2 separate regions of the Mus musculus genome follow, and region 1 is linked to region 2. A link is a contact called in public HiChIP or PLAC-seq data. All regions are on one chromosome and are shown on one strand. The core of a region is the stretch at or near the end of the contact, and the rest is flanking DNA. Distances in the headings are between cores, read along the strand shown.

Region 1 (5,513 bases), core at 225-2,724, 400 kb before region 2:
AGTGCTCGCATGTACGATGTGCTGCTTCCCTGCTTGGGTTGGTTTCATAGCTTATCTTTCTCACTCCACAGAGATGGCTTGAGGCAAGCAAACCCCTCAGGAAGCAGCTGAAAGGTGAGTATGCTCTTGCTTCACTTGGTCGCTGGGTGTACGGCAAACTGTCTTCTCCTTATGGGGGACTTAAGGTGGCGGTGGGGTCAGGGGGAGGTGTTTCAGGGCAACCTTGAGGGTGAGGGGAGAGGAGGCAGCTCGACAAGGGAGCGTTCGTTTATTTTTCTAAGGGAGCAGGTGGATGAAGGATAGATAGTCTTTCTTAGCCCAGTATAAGAAGCAGAGACCGAAAAGGGCTGGGGTGATGTCTTAGCTGGCTGTCCAAGCTTAAGGACCTGCACCAACACAAGAGGCTGGGAACTGTGGTGCATGCCCAGAATCCCAGCTCCGGAGACAGAGACAGGAATTCCTGCACTTGGCTGGCCAGGCTGACGAGTCGAAGGATGAGCCCCGGGTTCAGTAAGAGATCCTGTCTCAGAAAACGAAGATGGAAGGCAGTGGAAGACGACACCTGACTTCAGCCTGTGGCCTCCACGTACACATGCAGACTCCTGCACACATAAAGGGAGACCGACACACACCCTCATACAGCAGCACAGATGCTGTCTTATCCACCATGAATGGGCCCCTGTATTGCTCTCAGCTTCCAGTGAGACAGCTACTCCAGCCATGCCCACTCCCTCTGGCCATCCTTTCTCATTCTGGCTTTCCTCATGGCTCTCATTGGCCCCATACATATCTAGTGTTCCAGACTAACTTGATCAGTCTGCAGAACCACCCTTTAATCTCCTCTCTCTGTGGTAGGTGCATTTCTTTGTCCCTATGCCCATCTCCTATTCCTCAGGGCTCCTCAGATACCTCCTGCTATCTGAAGGAAAGCGCCAACTCTCTCCTTCCCTCTCATTTCTTTGTCCCTTCGTGGCTGGCTGAGCACTCTTGCTGTCTTCTCACAGTGAGGCGCTTGCACTGCCTCTCAGGACTGTTCTGTTCCACTCAGCCCCACACCCTTCACAATGCTTGACACACAGGACGTGGCCAGTTACATGAGGCAACTGTTTGTCATCCTCTCTCTGGCTTGTCCTTGCAGCAGACACATCCCCACTGCTCAGACCAAGGCAAAGCACTCTGCCAAGCCTGGGAACTGCATTCAAACCAGATTTGAACCCTGCTGTCATGATCAAGTGTAGAAGTAGAAAAGAGGAATTCTATGATAGTACTCTGCACACGCGTGCGTGTACACACACAGACACACACACACACAGACACACACACACATGCACGCTCTGAATCCACAGAAGAAATAAGAAAAACACAGAGACTATGCCTGAGACACCAAAGTAACAATAATGGAAGGGAGAGACTGAGGAGGTAAGACAAAGACGGAATGGAAAAACTTTCCTACAGAGTTAGCGCCACCCACTGGCAGCTAGGTGTGTATACAGAGGCACAGACTTACTGTTAAAGATTCTTTTGGTACCAGCCCAGAGCTGACAAAGGAAGGAACTAAGAGATTTGGGGTGTGTGGAGGAAGTGTGGAGCCACAGTGAACAAGGCAGGAGGCAAGATGAGCAGAAGGGTCAGCCAGCTGGGCAGCCCACAGAAGGACTTGGATTTCAGAGGGCCCGAAGAGTGCTACGTGAGCCAGCAGACAGGACCTTGGCATATTAACCAAGAAGTCAAAAGGTCTCCCCATGTCTTGGCGACATGTCTTGATCTTCTGTTGTCCTAACCCTAGCTGGTCTGATCTTGTATCAGACACACAGCCAGTTTTAGCCACACAAGGAAACTGGCACTTGGTGTTCATGCCTGAGTAACATCTGAGTGACTTGTGTAACACTCAGGATCCCCGTGACTATTTTAATACGCTCTGAACTGAAATTGTAAAAATGGCTTCCAGTTTTTTTTTTAAAGAAAATAATCAAGTCAGAAACTTCAGTGCTACCAGATGTTCTGGTCTTGTCACTGGCTACCTAATCCAGAGAGCCGTTTACATTTCTCCATCTGTAAAGTGGAACCACTCAGCCCGCAGGTACCCATAGCGGTGTTAAGGCTCTAGATGCTGCGTGGAAATGTTGGGAGAGTGTAAGTCGCTATGTAAATGTAAGCTTCAGACCTTCGGGAGTTTTATGTATAGAAGCTAATTTAAGACTTTTAATATAGATATCATTGTTTGAACAGGACCCTAAGGCAGACATACAGCCGGAAGTGGGTGGTACCACCGTTGAAGCTATATAAATACATTAGGTGTGCGTGGAGACCTCTGAACAGTTAAACACTCTGTATTGGGAGCCGGGGCTTTTCTAATGGAAACCTTGTGGTGGAGTGACAAGTACTTCCTTTATGGGAGAGTTAGCAGCTATGAACGTGGACTTTCTTGTTGTTTAAAGGGAAAACCTAATCTGTTTTTGAAAAATGTTGTAGGAGGTTTTCCCTGTACCCTGCATTTTCGAGTAAGATATTTTATACCTGATCCCAACACACTGCAGCAGGAGCAAACCAGGTAATCGCCTTTTCCTCTTGATGTTCTCTTATATACAAATATACAGATTAGTATATATAAATATATATATAAATTAGTAGCTGCCAAAAATGTACTCTTTGTTTCCTGGCTGTGGACAAGTAACTTGATTGGGTGTAACCTCCGACCATCGTGAAATCCAAGTAAAAATTGGATTGAAATTTTAATGGCAGGTTTGTTTACAGTCTGTGGCCTGCATCCTTCAGCCCCGGTCTGGTATAATGCATGTGGGCACCCTCTCTCTCTTCCCGCCTCTGGTAAGCATTGTGAAGACTGAGGTTGCTAAGACAGTTCTTGCAATGCAGGCCTGGAGTGGAGCAGTCAGCCACAGGGCTCGGAGAATGATTTCTGAGGGGCTGGAATGAAGTCCCTTGGGGATGACAAGGCTTAGCTGAAATCAGAAACTTCCACCAGGTCCCCGTTTGCAGGGGTGAGTGAGGAAGGAGAACGAGTTCTGGCTGGACCCCGCTTGTCTGCTGGGTGAATCAGCGGGTGTAGGAAGTTTGTGAGGCAGATCAGGGAAGGAAGGCTCCGATAGGAGCTGTTTACCCCGCAGGGCTTGCAGGCTGGGCTGACTCTAGTTGATCCTGGCAAGTGAGTTTTCTGAGTGGGGAAACTGGAATGTGCAGGATGGGAAGGGTACACTGTGAAAGCCATTGCCTCGGGGTGGGAGACCCAGCCAGCCGCTTCCCCTGCCTCAGGCGCAAGCCCTTAGTATCCCTTTGCTGTTCTTAAGGAGGGAAACTGTCTCCCTGAGATGAAGCAGAAGCTGTTCTGGGTTACTGAGTCCCATTTTATGGCAGAAAATCTCACCAAAGAGACACCATTTGCTCAGTCATAGAATGTTCTCTCAGTTTTCTCTCTCTTCTTTTTTAATGACAATTACACATCGTATTTTAGCTTTTGATATGTTTAAAGGCCAGTTGTTGGTTTATTGCTCTGTTTTTCCTGCTTCTGTATTGCTTTTCTCCACAGAGGCAGGCCTTGGGGTGGGACTGCGTTTATCACTTCGGTCTATGTGAAGTCTGTGTAAGGGAGGCCTAGGTGGCTCATTGGGAAGCCGCAGTGGAGTGCATGCTGCTTTGAATCATTTTGGAGCCTTCCCTCCATCCTTCATGTCCCATTCCACCCCCACCCCCCCATACACACTCACATACCACATTGTTCTGGACTAGGGGCAGTGTTGACACTCAACCCAGCATGTCATGTCATCAGTTAGTATACATAAAACTGATAACATCATCTGTCAGTCTGATGACTACTTCTCTGAGGTTTCCTCAAAACAGTATAAAGTAGAGTCTGGTCAAGGGATGCATTACAGTTACATGAAGGGCCAGACACAATGGTACACACCTCAAATCATTACTGTGTTACTGGGGAGGCAGAGGCAGGAGGGTCCCTTGAGCACAGGAGTTTGAGGCTAGCCTAAGCAATCTAGCAAGACCCTATCTCCAAAAAAACCAAAAAAAAAACCAAGATGAATACCTTTGAAGAATTATGTATGCATGTTGCAACCTCTCCTCTCTCTCTTTTAAGTGACCATTGTGACCAAGTGACCAAGTTGATTTTTACCTTAAGAAGTTCCAGTTCATGGATGGTCACTGTTGTCACAGTCCTTCCTATATCATCTCTGGGATGCTGAAGCCCCAGCTGTATGGCACCCTGTATGCACACTCAAGCTTTCAAGTAGAAAGGCTTGAGGGAGATGCTCCCAGAGCCAGACTCATCTCATGGTCCCTCTAGAGTTCTTCATGGCCATCCCCCTTAGGAAAGAAGCCGAGACCTTGTGGAGTGAGTCTACCTGCCTCCAGGGAGCATCCAGGGAGAAATGTGAGGTGGTTGCTCACATCAACATCCACAGTCGAGAACACACGTGCTTGCCTACTTGGGTTCAGCTTAGTTTCCTCACTTCTTAGGGAATGGGGCCGCCCATAATGGGCTGGGTCTTTGCATATCAATTAACTTAATTAAAGCTAACCCATGACATGCCCTCTGGCCAACCAGATATAGATAATACCCCTGTGGAGACTTTCTTCCTGGGTGATTCTAGCTTGTGTCTTATTGACAGTTAGCCATCATCACAGGATCTGGGTGGAGTATACTCTCAAAGGGGGTCAAACATTTCTAAAGTTAGAGTCGCTGTTAGAGTTTCTCCTAGTGATAGCTTTCCTTCTCAAGGGTACTTCCATGTCTGTTTATTGTGAGCCTCCACAACTGCTGTTACTGATAAATTTAGATTGTTCTGAGCAGCGTTCCACATACCGACAATCTCTAATGACAATCTGAGCTCCCTGAAGAAAATGACAAAGCCTCCTAAGTTTGGGGCGCATTTGGTGACTCTCCACATGTGGTTCTGTGGGGTTGGCTCGGATTTGCTCTGCAAAGCACCAGTGGCATTTGGGGAAGGATCTCTGAGTGTTCGTGGTCTCCTTTGTGCCCCTCAGGGAGAGCGCAGGTTTTTAACCAGTGCATCATTTATAAAACTGCCCCTCTCTCCTTTCTCCCAGTATCCTTCCAGGAGGAGAGAACACTTAATTCTGGTTGAATGTTAGCCTGGATAAACATAGAAACCAACTAGAAAGAACTGGTTATGTTCTCCTAGGTGGAAAAGATGATCACACTACTGAGTGGACATGAATTAGCACAAGTATTTCATTATTGTGACCAGAGTTTTAAACCAGAAGCTACTTAAAGGAAGAAGGGCTGGTCTTGGCTTACAATCCTAGAGGCTATCTGCCATCATGGTAGAGGGCGTGTGTGTGTGTGTGTGTGTGTGTGTGTGTGTGTGTGTGTGTGTGTGTCTGTCTGTCTGTCTGTCTGTCTGCTGATCACAGTGTACCCAAGGTTAGGAAACACACTGATCGGCCACTTCCTCCCTTTATTTGGTCTGGGATCTCAGTCCATGAGTTTATGCCTCCCAGATAGAGGGTGGGTCTTCCATCTT
Region 2 (5,788 bases), core at 1,907-4,406:
CCCATGAAACAGCCTTCTCAATAGCTTAAGACGACTTGGAGAATTGTAGGTAGAGTCTTCTCACCAGTGTCACAAAAGCTTGGTGCCTGGAGGGGCTGTTGTAGTCAGGTTATGCCTTTGTTTTAGACAAGGAAACCAATGTGTGGGTAAAGTAGCTTACGCAGCAGCCAGTTAGCAACCGAATTCAGATGGAACAGGTCCTCTCCATCAGCCTGCCTTCTGCTCCTCCTGTCTTCCTCACGGCTCAGTCACTTTTGTCACACATAAATAAAAAAAGAGAAAAGTGGAAAGTTCCCTATAGCACTTGTATGCACAGTTAATAGAGTTGTAAGAGAAAAGCTGCCGTGGGAGGGGAGATTCCATGGTCAATTAAAATTGAGGAATGCTAACTTATTTCCTTTCCCTGGGCTGTCTGAGTTTCTATTATGCCATGACACATTTTGATCTTAGGAGGGGACAGACTGTTGCACTTGATATTGTTCTCCTGTCCTCGCCCCCATTTCTCTGAGCATCTCAACCAGTTTTTGGTCAAGTTTACAGGTCTTCTAGAAGACGATTTCCAGTGAAAATACTGGCAGTGAGTTTGTTATGGTGCTGCGATGGCATTGGTAACAAGCCCCAGCGGTGCAATGAGCTACCAGAAAGACTTAGCTGCCCAGAGCTGTCCTTGCAAGGAGTTTCTTTCCCACCTGGGGCACACAAAGTCAGTATTTGTGTTTGATTTTGCAAGTTACCCAAGAATTAATTAACTAATGGAAATGTATTGGTGATGTTGATACTGCAGCTTAGCAATGCTTCTGTGTGGCACTTTATAATCTTCAGGCGCCTTTGAGGACTCCCTGTGAGCCAGGCAGTATCGCAGTGACTGTATGGTCAGAGTCCTAGGAGCCCTGAAAAACTGGTTGCTGATTCTGTCTCTTCCCCCTCCTGCCCTCCTCTCTCCGAAGTTTACATCCTAAAAGGATAGAGCCAGAACTTGGTTACAGAGTCTCTGACTCCAAGTCCAAAGTTCTTTATACTGGTCTTTCCTTCTAGCTTTATGTATACAACAAAAGGTATGGAAACAGATCTTCACACTGTTTTTGCTTATTGTGAAAACCAATTCTTTTGTATTGGAGTGACCCAGAAGTGTAACTCTTACTACATTTTGTCCCTGTAGTGCCACTTGTTCAGGGACTTGGATTGTACTCCAGATACTGTTTGATTGTGAAACTAAGATTGAACATACCGCTGTAATTATTTAACTCTGAAAATATATCGCCTCTGCATTCTCAGGTGAAGGAGATGGTTTGAAAGGAAAAATAGTGTTCAGATGAAACAATAAATATTCTTTATTACACAAATGCCGTTTCTTAGCTTTAATTTGCTTTCACAACTTGTTGATGATCTTTGTAAAATGTAAAATATTTATATTTTGAAATAAAGTTACAAATGTTGAATGAAACCGGTGATAAACTTAGCCTCCTCTTTTTGAGGAATTTGAACTTTGTCCAGACTTTCCCTGGGTATCCTACCTTTGGTGCCACTATCTATACTGATGCCAGTATTTTTATGAAATTGGGTCATCTTACATGAGGGAAGCTGTCTGCAGAGTAAGTGTTTACACCATAAAGAGGCCAGAAGAGTCCATAGCTGAGGCAGAAGTCCTCAGTGGTTTGGTGGGAGGCAGCCTTGTAGATCAGGCGTGAGAGAGGGTTAAGGTAAGTGTTGGGAGAAGGAGCCTGGAGAAAGCTCTGCAGCTCAGGGTGCATACTGTTCTTCTAAAGGAGCCAGTTCAATTCCTAACACCTATGTTGGACGGCTGGTAACCCCCTTAATTCAGCTCCAGGAGATCTGATGCCTCTGTCCTTCAGGCACTGCCCTCACGGACACATGCCCACGTGTAGACACACTTTACAAGAAAAAAAGAATTGGAGGATGAGTTGAATTCAGGAGCTCTTTTATACCATTACCGGAGATGCCCATGCTGCTTGGGCAGGTGAAACTGAGTCCTTCAGCTTCCCTTCCAACACTGCAAGCCGAATCCATCAGCCTAACTTGATGAAGAAAGCCAGTCTCAGATTCCTTTTTGCCCCCACGTGTGCTCATTAGCAGCTATGGTCCTTCAAAAATGCTTTATTGTGCTGCTTAGTCAGTCGCTGGGTCCTTCCTAAGGTCAGTGTAGAATCTTTCTTAAGACACAGGCTTCTGAATGCCTTCCTTGGCTTTGTTCCTGGAAACTGGAGGAAAAGGCGCTTTGGCACCTCTTCTCACCACAGGGATTCTGTGTGAGCTCATGGTTGGGCTGAGAGAATGGATTCTTAGCCTTAAGTGACTTCAGTCAGACACATCTTTTCATTCAAGGAGCAGTTAACATGCTGCTAGTTCTTGGCTAATATTAGAAACAATGTTACAAGTTTTTAAAAGGTATTATTTAGCCAGAGCCCAAACTTTTGTTTTTGATTCTCTTGAAGGTGAATTCTAAAGGTAACTGCAAGATACACTGCCTTCTTGCTGAGTATCAAGATATGTGAATATATTATCAAATGTTTCAACTCTGTAAGAGATACAATCAGAACATAGAAGTGGAGGCGAAATGGGACTGTCTTTCCTCGGAAGCCATTGAAAGAAAGATGGTTACAAGTGTAATTGATGTCTCAGTCCCAGGGCAGAGGTTCAACACCATAAAAACATGTAGAAATATTTACGGGAAATCAGAATTGACTTTTGAGGCAAATGGATTTGGTGGAAAGCTTTGTTGGGGACAGTTGTCTTCTGGTAAGAGGCCACATAAACTTGTGGAGGCTCTCGGGTGGCCTGCTCTAGATAAAATTAGGCTTTGGAACTCACCCTTGAGGAAAGAGGCACAGGGGCGGCCAGAGGGCGGGTCCGCGGGGTGGGACTATGGCAGTGGATGGGTGGGGCCGCCCAGGTATTAGGGCGGAGCTGGTGGGGCGTGCCACCCTAGAGGCGGAGCTGATGATCCTGGACTGCTACGCGCCAGACTATGGGTCAGTGGGCGGGACGTAGAGGGGGCTCGGCTAGGGTGCTGGGCAGAACTAGCTAGAGTTGGGTGGCCTCGAAGGCGGGGCCCGCGCGGTGGTACAGGCCTGGGGGCGGGGATACGGGCCCAGGGTCGCATGGAGGCGGGGCCGAAGTAGTGGCACAAGGGTAGGGGTGGGGCCTCGGTGCGGCGAGGCGGCGGGCAACCCGGAGGCTGGTTGGCGGGCAGGCAGAGGTGCGGATAGCGCGCTGTGCTATCGGTGGAGGGCCATGGCCGCTTCTCCAGTCCCGGGCGGTGGCGGTGCGGGAGCTGTCCACTCCTCCAACGCGGCTGGCTTCACCTTCGACTCGGGACTGGAGATCAGGACGCGCTCGGTGGAACAGACTCTTCTGCCCCTGGTTTCTCAGGTACCGCGGCCCCTGGTCCCCGTGTGCGCTGCCCGCGATGGCGGCGGGCGCTCTTTCCTCGGTCCGGCTTGGCGGGGCGGGAGGCGGCGCTGTCCCGCATTGCGCGAGCAAGACGGCGGCACGGCGGGACTCGCGTGGGGGCCCAGAGCCGGGCGGCTACTCCTGGGCTCGCGGTGAAGCGCTGGAAGCGCTGGAGCCCAGCAGGTGCGTTGTTCGGCCTAGGCAGCCGGACCCGCCTGGCCCAGTGGCTCCGAGTGAGGCCCAGCCGCGGGTCAGTAGGACCCCTATGGGGTTCTCTGACTTCCAGAGCCAAGCTGGCGGCCGCTGCTCAGTCGGCCGCCGCTGTCGCTGTCCGCATCGCAGGCCAGACCCAGGCGCTGGGTGCAGACTAAGGCATTCCAGTTTGCCTCTTACTCCAGCGTGTTCTCCAAGGCCTTTGTCCTGTTCCCTTGGTCATGTGTGGGCTCGCCCAACTCCCACCCACTCCGGCCACCTGTCCTGTCTCTCCCTGTCATTTGCCTGCCCACCACCTCTGTCTGCTAGAACTCTGTAGAGTGACAGGAAGGAGTGCTTAATCCTGATTGATGCACACCTTTTGCAAGGTCTCAGTTGGGATTAGTGCATTATTATATTTTGAGTTATAAAAGAAGTCTAGAATCAGCTAGGATGTGCTTAATTAAAAAAAAAAAGTTTGTCTCTCTGAGCTGAGGTATACATAACCCGAGGGCTAGAATTCCTCATCTACAGCTATGGTACTGTGCCAAACACCAAGGGAGGAATTTTGTCTTTGGCTGTGCGTTGGCGATGTGTGACTCATACTAAGCCTGTAACACCTTGGTGACTCATGCCAGGATTACCAAGATTTTAGAGGTAGAAAGAATCTTAAATTATCTTATCCGACTCCAAATTAAAAGATGATTTCTTACAACAACCTCAACTCCTGTCCACCAATGCCTTACATAAACACGTTTAATGAAAGGGAGGTTGTCACTATTCCATAGACTTTTAAATACTGTCTGTTCCAGCCTGGTCGCAAAAATATTTGAAAATTGTAGTTTTATATGCTTCTGAAATTCTTCTAATGCTAATGAAGTAAATATCCCCATTTTCCTCCCTGCATCCTGTGATTAATGGAGCAATGGTGACTATACCTGGCACTCTGTGGCTTTCTGTCTTCCTGAGTAATGCATGCATGCATGGAAGAGCCGCCATTTCCTTTCTAGCACTTACATCTCCTTCCACCCTGGAGACTTCCCCGAACTCCCCATCACCAGAACAACCACACCCCATAAGTGGCGAGGAATGGAGAGAGATGAGAGTGATGGGCTAGAGGCGGATTAGGCTTTACCCATCTCCTTAGTACTAGAAGTTTGCCAGTGCTAACTCATTTAATTCTTGCCACCCCTGAGGTGAGGTGTGGGGTTGTTTCTCTCAGAAGGCAGATGAAGAAGTGGACCGTTAGTTAGATCAGCTAACCTGATGTTAGGAATTTCAACTCTTAAATGCCCAAGAGGGGTTTGAATCCAGGTAGCTTGCCTCCAGTAGTCTGTCTGCTTTTTAGCCACCCCCATGTCCCTTCTAGAGATAAGAGGAGGTGATGTGAGCAGGGCAGAGTAGTTACAAAAAAAAAGTTCCAGTGTAGAAAAACTATCCAGAGAGCTGCAGTCTGAAAAAACAGTAACTTTGTATAGTATCATTGCTAAAACGTTACCAGTACTATGGAGCTGTGTTTTTACCAGTACTATGGAGCTGTGTTTTTTATTCTAAAGCAAGAGAGCAGAAGAGGAAAAGTGTAATTTGCTGCTAAAAATTAACTGGAGGGGAAAAATGCCCTTCCCCGTTTGGTACGTGATGCCTTATTCAGCATCACGGTTGAGGTTCTGTGTCCCACAGTTGTGGCGGTGCCACAGTTCCATGACCGATGTGCATAACGACAGACCATCCTCACAGTATCAAGAGATGCATAAAGCATGGTTAGGGTGCTTGACTGACAAAGTATGGAAGTACATAAAGACAATTTAGACTGATTTCAAAGTTTCACTGAGTTTAAGATATTAAAACTGGAGCTGGGGACATAGCTCAGTTTTTATACATGTGACCCCCAGCATCACATAAGCTATGGCAGTTCATGTAAACTCTGCACTCAGGAAGTGGAGTTTGGGGCCAGCCTGACTCACATGGATCTCTCTCTTCCTCCTCCTCCTCCTCCTCCTCCTCCTCCTCCACGTCCTCCTCCTTGTCATCGTCGTCGTCATCGTCATCCTCCTCCTCCTCCTCCTCGTCCTCTCACCCTCTTATTCTCTTCTCTCCCCCTCTGAGTTTGGGGCTCGGGGTGGGGTGGGGACAGCCCTCTGGAAAACTCACATGCTCAAGAGTTTCTCTTCTATCCGGGCGTGGT

Evidence for each region. HiChIP or PLAC-seq counts read pairs in DNA pulled down with a chosen protein or histone mark.
Region 1: a contact with region 2 is called in an H3K4me3 HiChIP or PLAC-seq map of embryonic hindbrain, with 4 times the contacts expected there. The contact joins the enhancer-like site here to the promoter of Ctnnal1 in region 2. A contact is called at or near these places in 5 of 39 promoter capture datasets (the 3T3-L1 cell line, cranial neural crest, frontonasal cranial neural crest and 2 more), 1 of 15 datasets of contacts at CTCF or cohesin (pro-B cells), 1 of 484 Hi-C or Micro-C datasets (embryonic stem cells) and 5 of 115 datasets of contacts at active chromatin or transcription factors (embryonic forebrain, embryonic hindbrain, embryonic stem cells and 1 more).

Annotation. Positions count from the first base shown.
Region 1 is chr4:57,259,467-57,264,979 of GRCm38.p6, reverse strand. It overlaps Ptpn3 (protein tyrosine phosphatase, non-receptor type 3), which reads left to right. Exons shown (of 26, transcript NM_001384115.1): 4 at 72-114; 5 at 2,473-2,551. Among named protein-coding and RNA genes, the nearest start is that of Gm12536, 38 kb to the left of the region's middle. Within about 2 kb of position 1,474, at least 20 of the 459 cell types and tissues checked have an H3K27ac peak or open chromatin away from gene starts, as enhancers often do.
Region 2 is chr4:56,862,579-56,868,366 of GRCm38.p6, reverse strand. It overlaps Ctnnal1 (catenin (cadherin associated protein), alpha-like 1), which reads left to right and starts at 3,156. Exons shown (of 19, transcript NM_018761.3): 1 at 3,156-3,390. The coding sequence starts at 3,253.